Regions from separate parts of the Lactuca sativa genome. Here region 1 is linked to region 2. A link is a contact called in public Hi-C data. All regions are on one chromosome and are shown on one strand. The core of a region is the stretch at or near the end of the contact, and the rest is flanking DNA. Distances in the headings are between cores, read along the strand shown. Region 1 holds the start of LOC111916670 (mRNA-decapping enzyme-like protein). Region 2 holds the start of LOC111916666 (UPF0496 protein At3g19330).

Region 1 (5,537 bases), core at 726-3,225, 140 kb before region 2:
AATATAGGGTTTATTTAGTTTCTTTTTATTAAAAATTTTATATGTGTGAATTACATATTTGCATGAAAAGATATATTAATCACAACTATTTGCATAATCCACATCATCTCCATTAAATTATCATTTTCGTCATCTTCTTGCCGTGATTTGACTACAGATGTTTTGATGAACATTGAATTTACTTCATATATTAACATTATTACATAATTAATAATAAGATTATTATCATTATCATTTTACGATCATATGTTCCAAAAAAAAAAAAAAAAAAAACTGTTCTTCCACAAAACAAAAGAAAAAGGTACCAACCACTCTCTATTCCTCCAAACTCCATTATATTTTCTAACACAAATCGGTTAACCTACTCTTCATTAATCTATCTCCTATATATACATTCTTCCACTCAACATTCTCTCATCACCTTCAACACCTCTCCCTTATTCACATTCTCTCTCTACATCACATTTTATCATTCTCTTTCTCTCTCCAAAATGGAAGGCGAGTCAACCGCAGTCAACATTACCGAGACACCCAAGGAAAGGAAAGGGAAGGCACCACTTTTGGCACCACCATCGTCAAGTACCATCAAACCAATTGTTCAAAAGGCTCCTAAGGGAGGGTACAAAAGAGGGTTAGCTGTATTTGATGTGGTTCTAAGGCTAGCTGGTATCGGAGCTGCTTTAGGAGCTGCGATAGCCATGGGGTCTACAGACCAAACTCTCCCTTTCTTCACTCAGTTTTTCCAATTCAAAGCTCAGTTTGATGATCTACCAGCTTTTACGTAAGTCATAATAAAAAATAAAACCGACTAAATTTTTTACACAACTTCAATTTTATTTACTTTATAATATATTCTCTACTAAAAAAATCTACGATATTAATATCAATATATTATATTATGTATGACAGATTTTTTGTGATTGCTAATGCCATCACTGCTGCCTACCTAGCCCTCTCGATCCCTATCTCAATTGTATGCATTATTCGTCCTCAATTGGTGGCTCCAAGGGTGCTTCTTATCTTCCTTGACATCGTAAGACATTTTTAATACTATGATATTATACATTTGTGTCACTTTTATATTATTCATTCTTTATTTTACTATAAGTATTACCATATAATTATTAACTAGTGGAATATTTATGATAGGTTATGGTTGCTTTGACAACATCGGCAGCCGGTGGTGCTGCATCCATAGTCTACTTGGCCCATAACGGAAATTCAGATGCAAATTGGCCAGCGATTTGTCAACAATTTAATGATTTTTGTCAGGAAATTAGTGGGGCAGTGGTGGCTTCTTTTCTAGCGGTTGTTGTCCTCATGTGCTTGATCGTTTTATCTGCATTTTCTCTTTAAAAAACACGAAATGTTCTTCATGGTTGCATAGTTTGTCATTTTCATGATTTGTGTTTCAACATTGATCGATATGAGTGTGAATTGAAATTGTTGTAAAGTTGTTTATCAATGGAATTGATCTAGTTGTTTGTTAACAACAAAACTTAATGTTCAAGAATGTGGTGATATAAATGTGGTTTAATTAACATATAAACCATATATTATATTTCTTGAAAAAAACCGATTAATTGCTTGTCAAAATAATCAAAACCCTAAATTTCATCATCAATTAATGCATAATTTGTAAATTTCAACTACTTAGAAATGTGATTTTTTAGAAATTATACACTTGTTATTTTTATATTTATAAGTGTGGACTGTGGTCCCTTTGATACATTTATAAATTCGACAAAAATGGTTTTTCTATGCTTTCACATGAATCTCAAGAAAAACACAAAAATTTCTTATACGTATTAGTTTAAGATTAAAAAAACAAACAAACAAACTTTTTTATAAATAGCGTCTTATTAGTTATTACTAAATAATCCAAAATAAAAAATAAGGTTTTATAAACACGACAAATGTCGATAAAGTATAAAAATTCATGGACTATTTAGCGCCAACAAAAATCATATAACCGACTTTCTTATCAGATTACTCTCTCTCTCTCTCTCTCTCTCTCTCGCTCTCGCTTGGGTTTAGGGTTTCCTTGGAGGGGTTGGATTGATTTCGATCGAATTCATCAGAGAGAGAAGATGTCTCAAAATGGCAAATTGATGCCCAATCTGGATCAAAACAGTACAAAAATCCTTAACCTTACTGTACTTCAGAGAATGGATCCTTACATTGAGGAGATCTTAATCACCGCCGCTCATGTTACCTTTTACGAATTCAACGTTGACCTCAATCAATGGGTTAGGATTTCTTTTTCTGTTTTAATTTTGATTCATTTAGCTTTTTCGATAGGATTCGTACGTGAAACGGCACTAGAACAATGGTAAACGTTAGCTATATACGATTAATTAGGGTTCTGACGCGATACGACAATATCGGCATTAGGTTTTCGAATGCAGTTCATGGTATTTGTTGATTATGTATTTGTTTATTTGATTTGTTTGTTATTTGGCTAAATGTTTGAGCAGGGATGAGTTGATTTAAGTTGATGCACGACAGATTTAGAGGAAGTATTTGGGGGAAACACTAAAATGGAACTAGGGATCTTAGACTTCGAACCTGGATTACTTACATTTTATGGCATCATATCCAAAATAACATTTTTCACATATCAAATGTAATGAAAAATTATCTCATTGTATATTATATTATTCAACAGCCAATATCGAGGATCACTCCATTATACAGAGAATTAGAATTCTACCTTTGTGAACAGATAACATATAGCCAACAGACAATAGTAATGTAATTATAAAGCTGTTCTCTTTAGACTCCAGGCACCTCACACCAGATCATTGGAGAAGAATATGTTAATATATTATAGTTATACAAACAACACAGATTATGATATTTCTGATCACTTATATAATTCATTCATCAATGGTGTTATTAACTTTTTTATACTTTTTCAGAGTCGAAAGGATGTTGAAGGGTCTCTCTTTGTGGTTAAAAGGTTGTTGTCATTGTGAACAATGCTATTTTGTTGATTATAAACAAAAATATGGATTCTTATTTAGATCTAATTGCAGGAATGCCCAACCAAGGTTTCAATTTATAGTAATGAATCGGCGAAATACAGGCAAGCTTCCTTCCACCTTTCTAATTGAGGCACTCTACTTTTTATATTTTGTTTTACATATTTTATTTTATTAACATTCCACAGAAAATCTAGTTGAGGATCTTTTAGGGGATTTTGAGTATGAACTTCAAGTTCCATATCTCCTGTATAGAAATCCTGCTCAAGAGGTCAATGGTATTTGGTTCTACAATCCACGTGAGTGTGAGGATGTTGCAAATCTTTTTACAAGGTATTTATTTCTCCTCCTTTTTCTTAATATCTTGAATATGCATATAGAGTGTTATGAGTTGGAATTGAGCTATCAAACTCTAGAGATATTTAAAGTTGTGAACTTTATGTTTGGATTGTTGAAGAGTATAAGTTTTATTGCTACTTTAGTATAATGGAATTGAAGAAGGAATACAATGGCTTAAGAATATCATAATCACACACATTTTTTTATTGATTTATTCAGGATACTCGGTGCATATTCAAAGGTCCCTCTCAAACCAAAAGTAAACAAAAGGTACCCAATACTATTTTCACTATTTCATTAAAATTTATTTACAATAACTATAATTAAAGTTTTATATATGTAGTGAATTTGAGGAACTTGAAGCTGTACCCACATCTTCAGTAATTGAAGGACCACTAGAACCACCATTTACCACTTCAAGCTCCACAGATATCCCTGAAGATTCTTCATTTGCAAACTTCTTTGGTGTATGTATTATTTCATCAACATAATGGTTTTTCTATAATTTTTCCTTTTATTTTATACGTTAATAACTAATTCCTTTCCTTCAGAATACCATGAATCTAGGACACCATCCATCCAACTCAGTCAATTCCATTCCACCATACCACACCTCCACATCAATTCCATTACATTCCCGTGTTGCATCTTCCCCTTCACTCAACCATACGCCACTCCAAATGCCATCCTTTCCTTCATCAACCTCCGGAATCGGAATCCCACTCCATGAAAGTCAAGACCAGGTCAACAACATCAACAATAACAGTACACGTGTCACTAATCTTATCAAACCCCTTTCTTTTTTTACACCCTCTCCAACTCCAACTCCAACTCCGTTGATGACACATTCCATTCCACCATCTATTCCAGGGGCTCCTGTTCAACCGCGTAGCCATGGGATTCCATTGCTCCAACCATTCCCCCCACCCACCCCACCCCCTTCCCTTACCCCTGGTTCCAGTTCTTCTCCAAATTATGGATCATTCAGCAGGGAAAAAGTCCGTGATGCCCTTCTAATGCTTGCCCAGGTATCTAAATATTCTAGACTACGTTACAAAAATCGTATGTGTTTTTCTGGCTTTTACCGTGTTTAGTCCAAAATTAAAAAATATTTTTCAGTTTTGGTCCTTATCTCAAGTTTTTATGTCAATTTTAGTCTTTATTGTATGGTTATAGGGGCCAAAAGTTTATATAAAACCTTGAAATAAGGACCAAATTTGAAAATGTTTCAGTATTGGACTACAAACGAGTATTAAAATCTATAAATTAAATTATGAAAACGGTCCATGTGCTTTTTTCTGATTTTTATTGTGTTTAGTCCAAAATTAAGCAGTTTTGGTTCTTATCTCAAGTTTTTGTATCGATTTTGGTCTTTATTAGGGGCCAAAAGCGAGATATGAAACCTTGAAATAAGGACCAAAATTGAAAAATGTTTCAATATTGGATTACACGCGGTATTAAAATCTAAAGTAAGTTACAAAATGGTCCATATGCTTTCTAATTTTTACTCCAAAATAAAAACATTTTTCAGTTTTGGTCCTTATCAATATGGTTTTGTATCACTTTTGGTCCCTGGGACTTTCTGAGTTTGGTCTTTGTTTCAAGGATCCAGGGATCAAAATCGATATGTAACCTTGAAATAAGAACCCAATTTGGAAAAGGTTTCAATTTTGGACGAAACACAGTAAAAATTATAAAACACATGGACCATTTTTTGTAATATACTTAATTTTTTTATCAAGTTGTATTTAAATCATTGGTATAAATTATGATGTGCAGGATAATCAGTTCATTGATTTGTTCCACCAAGCATTACAGAAAGTACACCAACAATGATTATAGTCACTGAGTCAGTCGATATGCGAATTATGTTTTTTTGCACCCCAATTGTTGGATGTGAGTCTTGATTGATGATGCCATGTTGTTTTGTTTTGTTTTGTTTTTTTGATAGAAATAGGAAGTTGGAAGTTGTTGGTTGGAGTCGATATATATGATATATATGAACTTTTGGGTGTTTTTATGTAGAGTTGTGTGTATTTAGTCTGGTTTATTTTTGGGTTTTGTGAATTGGATCTTGGTTGGTATATAAGTTTTCATTATGCTTTTTAAGAATCCAATTTTATTACGTCATTTTTTTCACTTATATATTTATGTTAAACATGTTTTATTTATTTATTTATTTTTGGATAGGGACAAGTTTGTTTCACGTACTGA
Region 2 (5,690 bases), core at 342-2,841:
AAATGTTCATCAAGATCCGTAAGTTGCTTTTGAAAAGACACATTACTCCTTTTTATCTGCCTTGACACCTCCAAAATCGAATGCATATCCTTCCCCCTCCACAACCCACTCTTTATAAACCTTTTATTAACCTCAATATCCGAATACAAATGATTCACAAGTCTTTCAATTGTTATTATATCTTCATGAAGAACATAAGTCCCCCTTTGAGCAGCATCCAATTGTGCTAATCTATATTGCTCTTTCTTCTCAATTTTAGAAGGAACACACACCGGAATCAAAGTAGCAACACCAAGAGCCACCAACGCATGGCTCGCAACCACCACTCCCGCCACCACAACACCGACAGTCGTCAAAATTAAACAAACCGCAAAACTCATGGCGGCCCGGTGGAGGAACCGGATACGCGAGTTTGACTTGTTGATTTGAATTTGGAGCTGTTCGTTGAGGTCCGCAAAACAATGGCGCATGCCCCGCACGTTGCGGGACCCGGGGTCGGGAAACGGGTTCTCTAATTGTTCGTATTTGAGAAGGAGGTCGAAGGCGCGGGTGCGTTGAGGGGAGGAAAGAGAGTCGGAATCGGAATCGAGCGGGAGAACTAAGAGGAGGTCCTGTAATGGGGTTATCAGCGAGCGGGCCCGTCTGATTGCTTGACTTAAGTCAAGACACATACGGGCCTTGTTTTCGCTATGGTCAAAGAATGACCAGAGGAGCCCGGTTATGAAACTGTCATAACCGGGCTCCTCATGTTGAAGAATTAAGATTTCTTCAACATATTCGCCATTTGGGCGAAGGTATTGGGCAAGAAGTTGGTCGTGTGTGGATTGGTCGGTTTCTATGTCGAGGAAAATGCGTATTTCACTGTAGGAGCTTGTTTGTAATGCTGATGTGTACTCGTTGGTTAGGGTTGGGGAGGATTGAGAACCTGATCTGGAAGTTATATCTGTTGGATTTTGTAAAATATGTTAGATTGTGAAAATTTAATTCGAAGACAAAAATATATAAGTTTTTTAAGCATACCCTGTAATGGTAGTTGATTAGGATGAATGTTTTCAGATGTAGTGGCTCGTGATGATCTCAGACAATAAAGCATGGCTACTATAAGTAATAAGATTCGACTATTTGATACAAATGCTACCTGCAATAAGAGAAAAAGTTAAGTTCTTGATTCGTATCGACTTCTATAAAATTAGAGTAGATAGATGATATCCTGAAATATTTTTCTAATGGAAATTAAGTGTTTCCTTTCGACATTTCTCAGATAATGATACAAACTATCGAAGTAATCACTATGATTTGGTTCAATCGGCGATGAAAAAACACAAATTCATACCAGAAAGTAAAACCCTAGCATAAACTCCCAAATTGGAAGGAAACAGTGGGATACGGAAGAATATTGGGTATTGGTTAAGGGAGAAGAACAAGTAGGAGGTATAAGATTGTATGAAAATACCTAATTTGATAAACTGAAGAGGATGGCGTAAAGTTAGAATCAATCGTCTTGGAGAAGCTTGCGGAGGCGGGATTTGACGTAATCGGAGCGAGCTTTGGCCCGAGCTTGCTGAGGTGCTATATTAACGAATGACAGGTAAGCACCGGCAGCGAAGAGTGTCGCGCCGGTGGCGAAGACGATGGCGCTACTAGCTAATTGCTTACGCGTCGGTGGATACGACCAAAACACCATTTTTAGACCCGATGCCACCGTGTCGCACAAGAAGGTTGTTTTTGCTTATGAAAAGGGGTTTTCAAGGATTTGAACTCCACTCTATTAGAGATGAAATGGGAATTTTAGGATATGAATTTAGTTCTAATACTACCGAAAATGACTCTTGAGGTAACTAATTATTTTTTTGTTTTATTTGGTTTTTTTTATCCAACTTACCATCGAATTTGTTGTTTGTGTTCACCATAACCCTTTGATTGACTATCAAAAGCCGGTCAAAAGGATTATGATGAACACAAACAACAAGTTCGATGATATATTGGATACAAAAAAGGGACCAAATGAGAACAAATGCAATAGTTGGTTACCCTCCTGATTCACTTTCCTTTTACTCATTTACAACAAATTTCACATCATCTTCTGTTGATATTAATGACTTTATGAGATTTATTCTTGCTTCTCTTCAAAACATAACTCACGAAAGAACATTATTCATACATGTACAACTTTGTAATGCACTTGAATATTTATTAGGGGAATCTTGACTAAGCAGGTGCATTTCATGACTACATTTACATTTCCAATCAAATGATTTAGCGTATCATGGATTATAGACAAGTCTACAAACGGGTGGAATCACAAGTGTTGTGATTTTTTTGTTTACTTAACTTTAAGATCGAATTCATGTGATAAGGTATAACATCAATATGTACAATATCATACAACTTTTACAGACACATCACCATAATATACTTTGAGGTAAACGTTTTTGCTGATAAATATACCTCTCATACACAGTCATATCCTTTTTGTAGAGAGGTGTTGGCAACTAACCATAGTAAGCATAGCATGGACCATGTTTTATCGAAGTTACCCCTCCAAAACACTCTTCATATACATTATTGCGAAAGAATGTTACAGTCTTTGATAATTTTGCAACTTTAATTCCATTTAACTTTTCGGGAAAAATAACTGAAGAGGGTAACCAACTGTTGAGTTTGTTCTCATTTGGTCCATTTCTTTTTTTTTCGTACTCAATATCCATCGAACTTGTTGTTGGTGTTCACCATAACCTTTTGACCGGCTATAACAAGACAAAAGTCGGTCAAAATGGTTATGGTGAACACAAACTACAAGTTCAATGGTATATTGAGTACAAAAAAAAGGAAATTGACCAAATGAAAACAAACGCAACAATGAATTACCGTCAAAAGTCATTTTCCCCTGATATTAAGGTGTTTTTGATGGATTGTTAATTTGTTATTAGGTTATTTTTGACATACACATACTATATATTCATAGTTCTTTTTTTTTTAAATTGTTATGTTTGGCAGTAAAATAATAATTTTAAAAATAATTTAGACTAGTGTTTCAATGAGTTTATTATTATGTATGGTATTTTATATATTTCAACTAATTTTATGAAATATAATTGTTTTATCAACTTGAAGCTAGTTATTCAGTTGGCACAAAACGTTTGTGAGATTCTAGCTTCTAGCTTTTAACAAAACGTTCTAGTTTAAACAAAAAGTTTTTTTTTACAATACGAACGTTTAACTTTTACTTTAAATAAAACACACAAAATATAAAAGCTACTTCATGTAGCGTTTAACAAAACGCTACTAAGCTTTTGAAATCACTTTAAATAATTGCCCTTAAAAATATAGTTATATATTAATTTATTTTTAAAAAATTGTACTTTTATGTAATTTTACATATTTCAAAAGCTTTCAGCTACTTTTACTAAACACTCATATAAAAAATAGAACATACAGCTTCCAACTACCAGTTACTCGCTACCAACTACCCGCTTCCGACTACCTGCTACACGCTACCAGTTTCCGGCTAACATCAACTTTTGCCAAACACGCTCATAGTTTTAGAGTCGTTCATAAATTATAATTTGACTGGATAAGTTGTTATTATTTGATTTTCTAGAATTAAAACACTTGCAAAAAAATCAATGATATTCAAAAAATAACCATTATAAATATGGGATTCTTTCAAAATGACCAACTTTTTCTTTCTCAAATTGCAAGAAGATCATCAAATCCAAAAAGTATCATTTCAAACCAATCAATTATGTGTTAAATAGTAAAAAATTGTTTACACAAGACATATAATGATCTCCTATATGACATCTCGAACTAAAGGTACATTTTAGACTGACATATTGTATATACCGGACATACCTTCATTCTAGATTCATATGTCGAACATGAATTCAAGTGTTTTTTTCAATGAGTTCATGGTTTTACTATCAATTTGTATTTTAATACATTGTTTAGTTTTTCAAGGAGTTAATAAAATTAGTTTTCCAGAGTCCATGTTGTAACGGATTGACGATTGTAGAGGGAGCGAATCAACAATGTTTATGCAGTATATGGTGCCAAATTATACATATTATCGTGTGGATTTAACATATAATAACAACTATCATTTGTTGTGTTGGTTAACTTGGTGCCTTCCAAGTCATGATTACAGAGAAAGCATATTCGTTTTGTCTTTCCAACGTTCTAGATCGTATGTTGTTATGCAAATAAATGATGACAATAATGTCCAACATTTTGTTAGTGCTATTACCAATATGCCTTTAAATACAATGTAGTTGTTTCTTATAAATTATGTTTATCGAGTTTTAATCGACAATTTACATATCAATCAACTACTCTCATTTCGATAAAAAATTTGAAACACCTTAAATTTTAGACCAAAATTTTCCTTTTTAAAACTTCCAAAAAAACGTAGTATCTCAACCAAATCCCAGTTACAAGTCAATCCAAAACCACAAGTATCATAAGTATCAAAGTACATAAAAGATCATGTCCCAATAGTAAATTCCCAGTGCATGTGTACAATCTAACCATCGCTTTCTCGCCGTCCTACGAAGTACCTGTCACATATAAATCAACAACTGTAAGCACAAAGCTTAATGAGCTCTACAAGATACCACATATAACTTAACATAAATAAACAACTTTGGGTTATCTGCAACCCTATGACTATCATTAGTCCCGATGAGCTAACAGCATGCTCAGGAGGTTATCCGCAACCCCCGATTGGCTAACAGCAGCCCCAGCTAAACAATTATCATATCAACACATAACATAAAATAACAGCTAGGCCCAGCTGGCCATAATATTACAGCTATCCTACCACACAGGTAAGAGTAAGTGAGGAGACTCACCTAATACCGATGACACGAAAGCCTAGCACCCGAATTGCAGGATCTAGACTCTGCCCATTCAACCAAATAAATTACCCTTTATTAATAATTAAGACTCATTACTACCTCACAAGTCCAAGTCCACAGCTAAGCCCGCTAAGGGCAAAAAGGACCATATTGTCCCTCCTTAGGTCCAAACCCTAAATTGTGACCTAAAAGTCAAAATCAGCAAAGGTCAACAAAAGTTAACCGAAATCAGACCGGTTCCAAAATCGAAAACCCGACAAAAATCAGACCCGGAACCGATACCGGTAGAACCAAAACCTATAGAACTGTTCGGCCAGTTCGGTTCTCGATTTTGGCTGAAGGCGGTTCCCGGGTCGGGCCGGGTCGGTCCGTTTGCTCATGCGTATGTTAATAAATTAACAAACGATTATGAAAAAATGTTGATGTTGATTGACGACAGAAACCTACGTTCATATTCTGTTGCGTAGCTCCATCTCACTTTATCTAAGTACTAAACAACCATATTTATTGGCTTAGAACATCCATAATAGAATTCTTTTTTTTTTTCACTAAGCTTAAAGGTGTTAAAAATCCGTGTGGGACACTCTTCCCAAATAAGGGGTATTTTTAAAATGTTTTCGGGGACGAAGGCAAATTTTACCCCATTTAGTTTTTTCATTAGCGGGGTCGGGCAGCTCCATCTTGAATACCGACTAGACCCAAAATTAGTTACCGAAAATTTATTTAATTTTTAATAATATAATAAAAGTATTAAGCATAAAGTGACCTTATTGTAGTATTACGCTTCTATTAGGCTGGACGATATCATAGCGGGAAAGGGGTGAGGGAAGCTTC

Evidence for each region. A called contact is a pair of places that touch in the nucleus more often than the background predicts.
Region 1: a contact with region 2 is called in a Hi-C map of bud, with 6 times the contacts expected there. The contact joins the promoter of LOC111916670 here to the promoter of LOC111916666 in region 2. A contact is called at or near these places in 3 of 4 Hi-C or Micro-C datasets (bud, leaf and seed).

Annotation. Positions count from the first base shown.
Region 1 is chr1:72,659,447-72,664,983 of Lsat_Salinas_v11, reverse strand. LOC111916670 (mRNA-decapping enzyme-like protein) reads left to right here and starts at 1,975. Exons shown (of 8, transcript XM_023912343.3): 1 at 1,975-2,249; 2 at 2,922-2,962; 3 at 3,039-3,088; 4 at 3,173-3,317; 5 at 3,543-3,593; 6 at 3,667-3,790; 7 at 3,875-4,351; 8 at 5,103-5,435. The coding sequence starts at 2,091. The coding sequence ends at 5,159. It overlaps LOC111916576 (casparian strip membrane protein 1), which reads left to right and starts at 409. Exons shown (of 3, transcript XM_023912236.3): 1 at 409-781; 2 at 910-1,033; 3 at 1,150-1,498. The coding sequence starts at 492. The coding sequence ends at 1,356.
Region 2 is chr1:72,514,024-72,519,713 of Lsat_Salinas_v11, reverse strand. LOC111916666 (UPF0496 protein At3g19330) reads right to left here and starts at 1,591. Exons shown (of 3, transcript XM_023912339.3): 1 at 1,454-1,591; 2 at 1,021-1,138; 3 at 1-943. The coding sequence starts at 1,093.